Linked DNA regions of Neogale vison: region 1 is linked to region 2. A link is a contact called in public Hi-C data. All regions are on one chromosome and are shown on one strand. Each heading gives the region's core, a stretch centred on a gene start, on an enhancer-like site or on the middle of the called end of the contact. The rest is flanking DNA. Distances are from core to core; before and after follow the strand shown.

The links. Hi-C and Micro-C count contacts between places; a contact is called where the count stands out from the background.
Region 1: a contact with region 2 is called in a Hi-C map of muscle, with 5 times the contacts expected there. The contact joins the enhancer-like site here to the promoter of NPTN in region 2. A contact is called at or near these places in 2 of 3 Hi-C or Micro-C datasets (fibroblasts and muscle).

What each region holds. Positions count from the first base shown.
Region 1 is chr13:116,067,560-116,070,259 of ASM_NN_V1, forward strand. It overlaps CD276 (CD276 antigen), which reads left to right. Exons shown (of 10, transcript XM_044229623.1): 2 at 1,323-1,461. The coding sequence starts at 1,377. Among named protein-coding and RNA genes, the nearest start is that of CD276, 13 kb to the left of the region's middle. Within about 2 kb of position 1,327, the one cell type or tissue checked has open chromatin away from gene starts, as enhancers often do. A contact at or near this core is called in fibroblasts, where this site is marked.
Region 2 is chr13:116,014,649-116,017,348 of ASM_NN_V1, forward strand. It overlaps NPTN (neuroplastin), which reads right to left and starts at 1,450. Exons shown (of 9, transcript XM_044231797.1): 1 at 1,196-1,450. The coding sequence starts at 1,286.

The DNA of each region.
Region 1 (2,700 bases), core at 77-2,576, 53 kb after region 2:
CAAAATGGGACTGAGTGGATCTGGCTGTCTCCCTGGGTGGTTGTGAAAACGTCAACTCAACTGTGTTTTGTTTTGTTTTGTTTTTTTAAAGATTTTATTTATTTATTTATTTATTTATTTGACAGAGATCACAAGTAGGCAGAGAGGAAGGCAGAGAGAGGTTCCCTGCTGAGCAGAGAGCCTGATGTGGGGCTCTATCCCAGGATCCTGGGATCATGACCTGATCCAAAGGCAGAGGCTTTAACCCACTAAGCATCCAAGCACCCTCGACCTTGTTCTTGTTGAACAGTGCTGGATAGCTAAGTCCACACTGCTTATGTGGCTTCCCTGGGACATGGGAACAATCAGACAGCAGCTATGGGATGGGGTGAAGGTGGGTTCAGCCCCCCGGGTCAGACACCGTGAGGGGGCAGCCAGGATCAGGAGCAGGGCTGGGCCCAGGGAGGTCTCCTCTACGGCCTCTCACTCAGCCTCACTCCAGCCTCTGGTGTTCGCCCCAGACCTGGCCTCTGAGTGTCCGATTAGCAAGTGTGCTCTTTCTTGGGCCCCATCCCCTGATACCAGCTGCCTCCTAGTACTCTCTCCGGGAGGTGTCTGCACAAACACTGCTAACTTCACACGTGCAACACTGACCACCTCCATGTTCTGTCTCAGTGACTGCCCATCCCTCTCATGAGGCTCAAAACCTCCGCTGGCCTGACTGCCCCCTTCCTCTCTCCCCACGCCCTCCAACGCTGTTGTTCTCACCCAGACCTGCTTTATCTCTTCTCCTGTATCCTGCAGATGCTAACAGTCGTCTTTATGGAGCACAGCTCCGACCATATCCTTTCTCCTGTTCCAGAACTGTCAGAGGCTCCCAGTTACCTTCAGGATAAGCTTCAGACCTTTCAGCTTGTCTTTCCGTCTGGCTCCCGCCTCAGCCTTTACTCTCCCCACCAGCTGGCGTCTGGAGTCAAACTGAGCAAACTGATCTGCGCACATTCTTGCCCTGGGCCGGCCAGCCTTGCCTCTACTTGCCACCTTGCCTCATCTTCCTCGTATGTTGTACCAACATCTCAGTTCTGAAGGGGTGGGTCCCAGCTGCCCCCTGCCCAGTGTGCCCTGGTCTAACCTCCCCAGTGACTCAGTTCCCTCCTGCCAGCATGTCTCAAAAAAAAAAAAAAAAAAAAGCCCTCAGTGGGGAGCCTTGTAGAGTGTGGAAGGGAGGACCCGCCACTGGGCGGTTGCAGACTTCCCTGAGCTGGTTAGGGGGCGGGGATGAAGTGAAGGCGGGCCTGGGGAAGACCCTTGGAGACAAAGGCCTCACTTCCTCTTCCTCACAGGCAGGGGCAGCCTTCCACCACGGAGAGCCCAGCTGTCAGCTGCCTCTTGGGAAGATGCTGTGTTGCCGGGCCAGCGCGGGTGTGGGCATGCGTGTGCCCTTGGCCACGGCCCTGGCAGCGCTGTGGGTCTGCGTCACAGGTGAGGGGAGCAGTGTGGGGGCTGGAGGGAGGGGGGGGCACCCATTCCCAGCAGGGCTCCTGCCGAGCCCTTTTGTGTAGCAGGGATGGGGAGGGTTTTGGCCAACGTCCTCCCACTGTCCCCTGTTGCCTGTCCACTCATTTCTACCGGGTTTCCATAGGCAACTTACTCTGCATTTCTTAACCCATCTCCTCTACTATAATTTGGTCATGTGAGCACTTACTGTGATAATGTGTATCTTGAACACACAGTGTGCATGCTCCCTCCTGAGGGCCTTTGCATGTACTGTTCCCTCTGCCTGGAACTTTCTGTGCCCACACATAGGCATGACTTGATCCTTTATTTCATTCAGGTCTTTGCTCTGATGTCACCTCCTCAGCAAAGTTTTTTTGGCTACCTTGTGTAACACAGCACACCACTTCTCCCTACCCTCGACCTTACTTTGTCATGCTGCTTCCTGGCCTTTACCTCTGCCTGACATGTTGTACATTCATCTGCTTCTTGTCCGCTCTGCTCAAAGAGCAGGGTCTGTCCTCAGTGACAGGACTGGTTCCAGCCACATAGTAGCTGCTCAGTAACCATGTTGGATAAATGATGTAACTCTTCCCACACAGCTCTTGGCACAGAGTCAGCATTCAATAACGGCATTATTTTTAATAACAACGTCCTCATCCTATTTTAAATCCTTACCAGCCCCTGGCAGAGGGCAGGACTGCCTTCCTCTGCCGTAGGTGAAGACAAAGCTGAGTGTCTGGTGCCACCTGCTGGTCATAGGGAGGAGCAACTCTGGTTGTGGCTGCTCTGATTTCTCTGAAGCGCTTTGGGTGATTCCTTGGGTTACATTCCTAAATGCCCCCTATAAGGGACACCAGTTGGAGAGCGGCCTGGGACATGTGGTTGCAGCGAGAGATCCAGGGCCAGCATAAGACCTTTAGAGACCTCTACACACGGGAAAGATCATGATAGCCTTTCCCTGTAATTCGCAGTAAAAATACTATTTTTCTAAATGCAAGAAGCCTTTAATGGGTGCTATATCCAGTCAGCGTTGTATCAAGACTGTTTGGTTTTTACGTTTTTTGAGTGTTCCTGCTTTGCTAGTGCCCAGAGCACCCACTTACCCAAGAATGGCAGTGCCAGAGTAGGGAGCATGTCTCCCCAAAGAAAAGGCTCAGGGAAGCCGCCCCCTCTCACTAACTTCCCAGGGCTCTAAAAGAAGAGCTAGAAGGGAGGCAGAGGTGG
Region 2 (2,700 bases), core at 200-2,699:
CAATTGTTTCCACTACAGACGGTACACATCTCAGGAACTACTTTCACGTTCCTCAGAAATACTGTCTGTTCTGCTCTGAAACTTTTAGATCTTTAAACCCCACTGCCTCCATCTCCCTGTCTTCAGATTCAGTCCCACCCCTGCAGTTCCAGTTATGTGTCTCTGCCTTCCCAAAGCCCTAAACAGTATCATACAACACTCGCCACAACTCAGCTCCTCCCGACCCTAACATAGTCTCTACACTGCAAACTAACATTACACCCCCGGCTTCCTGTATTTTACTCCCTTTCCTTATTTTGTCTTTCCCCCACCCCCATCTCTGTACCCAGGCACCCTTATTGCTCTAATAAATATTCCCCCTACCTCAGTTTCAACCCTTTCTCCCCATCCTCTGCTCGTTTTTTCCTCTCCTTATTTAGAAACTCCTTTTTGCTCTCCCAACCACTACCCTAGAATGCCCAACACTCCACCCTCCTTAGCAAACCCAGCCCTCTTCCCCCATCTCGTTGAGAGCCACAGCTGTTTCTCTTTCCAGATCCCTTACTGCAGTCAACCCACTACCTTAGCTTTCCACCTACCTTCCCTCCACCTCCACATCTAAGGTTCCGCGAGTCTTTACCCCTCCTTGGGGCTCTAGTACTCTGCTCAGTGTTCTTCAGGACTCCCCTCCCCCCAGTGTCTCCTTTTCTTTTTTTTTTTTTTTTTTTTTAGGGATGTCAGCTGTCTCACAGGGCCCCCGTAGAATCCTAGATAACCCCAGTGCCCGGGACCCCCGTCCTCTTGGGAAGCCTTAGTGACACCACTCCCGTCGCCTTAAACATAAATACCTGGATTCTACCGCCTTCTTTAAATGCTGCGCCCCCTCCTCATCCGCCCCCGCTACTCCAGCTCCTCACGTCGGCTTCCCAGTGTCCCCTCCCCGGCTCGCAGCGACGAGCCCCACGATGTGGAGCCTGTAAGTCCGCAACACCACAGGCTCCTAACGGACGCCCCCACCTCTCGGACCGGCGCCTCGGTTCTCACACCCGCGCCTCTTCGAACTCCCGACCCGCATCTCCCCTCGGGTGCGCAGCCCTTCATACTCTCGACAGGCCCTCTTCCCCTTGCTCCTGCACCTCCTCGGGCCCGGGACGGCCTCCTCCGGTCGCCGGCGTCCCTCGGCCCCCGCCCGGCCCGCCCCCGGCACCCCGCTTACCGTTCTGAGCGGCGCCTGGCCCTGGGAGGAGGGAGCCAGAGACCAGCAACAGCGAGAGGGCCAAGGCGCTGGGAAGCGACGAGCCCGACATCCTCCCTGCGGAAGACCGAACAGCGAATGGGCCGGGGCCAGAGCCGGGGCCGGGGCCAGGGCCGGGGAAGGGAGGGGAGGGAGGGAGGGGGCGGGCGAGTGCGCGAGGGAGTGAGCGAGGGAGGCAGCAACAGCTAGGCTCCGTCCTTCTCCGTCCTCCTCCTACCGCCGCAGCGCCCAAGCCTCGCGAGATCTTCGCTCCGGGGCCGTGGGCGGTTAAAGAGAGACGGCGGCAAAGCTCGCGAGAAGAAGCGGCCTCGACTGATGCTCCCGCCCCTCAGACCGGTGTCCCGCCCCTGCAGAGGCTGATTGGCCTAGAGCTAGATGGGTCACGTGCCAAGGGCACTTCTGGCCACGTGACGGGGCGGGGCGGGGTTCCTCCACTCCTTTGGCCTTGGTGGAACCGTAGGCTGTGCTTTTTGCTTACCCTCTGTGAGACGGGAGCGCCCATAAACAAGAGGAAGCTTTGGGGACACAATATGTTTCCTTCTCTCATCCTGCTTTTCATTTGTTGGAGCTCTAGGCTGCTCTCATCGTCTCCAAAATCCTGTTCGGTCTTCCTTCTGGACTTTGACCTCAGACCCCTACAGGCATCTGGCTCCAACCTTCTACTTCCGCCTGTTTTAATCCTCCAGGCATAGTGACGTCCTCCACGTGTTCGATATTACCCTGTGCTTTCTGCATTTGCTCCCGCCCCTTGAGATGTCCTCCTTTTCCGTGCGCTTCTCCTCCTCCTCCCCCATTCTGACCTTATTTTAATTTCACAGAATCTCACGGCCTGAAGTTCAGCTAGCCTAATTGCGCATCCATAGACACTAAATGCTACAAGAAAGTCATCATGTACTAACTTACATGAAGAATCTTCAGAAGCATTTTTATGCAGTGAGCATTTATTGAGTACCTGCTGGGTACCAAGTTTTCACATCTGCTGTGAAACCCAGATGTAAATATTGTCCCCATTTTCATAAAGTTCACAACCTAATCTGTCAGAGGAACAAGGAAGAGGACGAATGACGGCATAGCAAAACGACCCATAGGAAAGGAGTCAGAGAAGAGTTCTGCCATGTGGTCGCTACTGTTTGTATGGAATTGAGAAATGCACTTTTTAAGGGTATTTTTTTGAACTGCTATCAGCACCGTCGATCCTTGGCCATCAAAGGAGTTTCCGTAGCTTAGCTTATCTCTGAGTCAGACCAGACATCCTGGGGAGTGTCTGTGGAGTGAAATTGTGAGAAGACAAGTAAACAGTTCTGGTGATCTGAGTCAATTGAAAGATAGAGCTTCAGGAACCAAAAGGAAGGAACACTCACCAAGACCTTCACAGGCTCGAGTCAAAGTAGTCTCAAGGTTTCAGCATGAACTGGACAGCTGGTGGTTTCAGACTGAGCTTTCAAGCAAACACTGGGACTACAGCT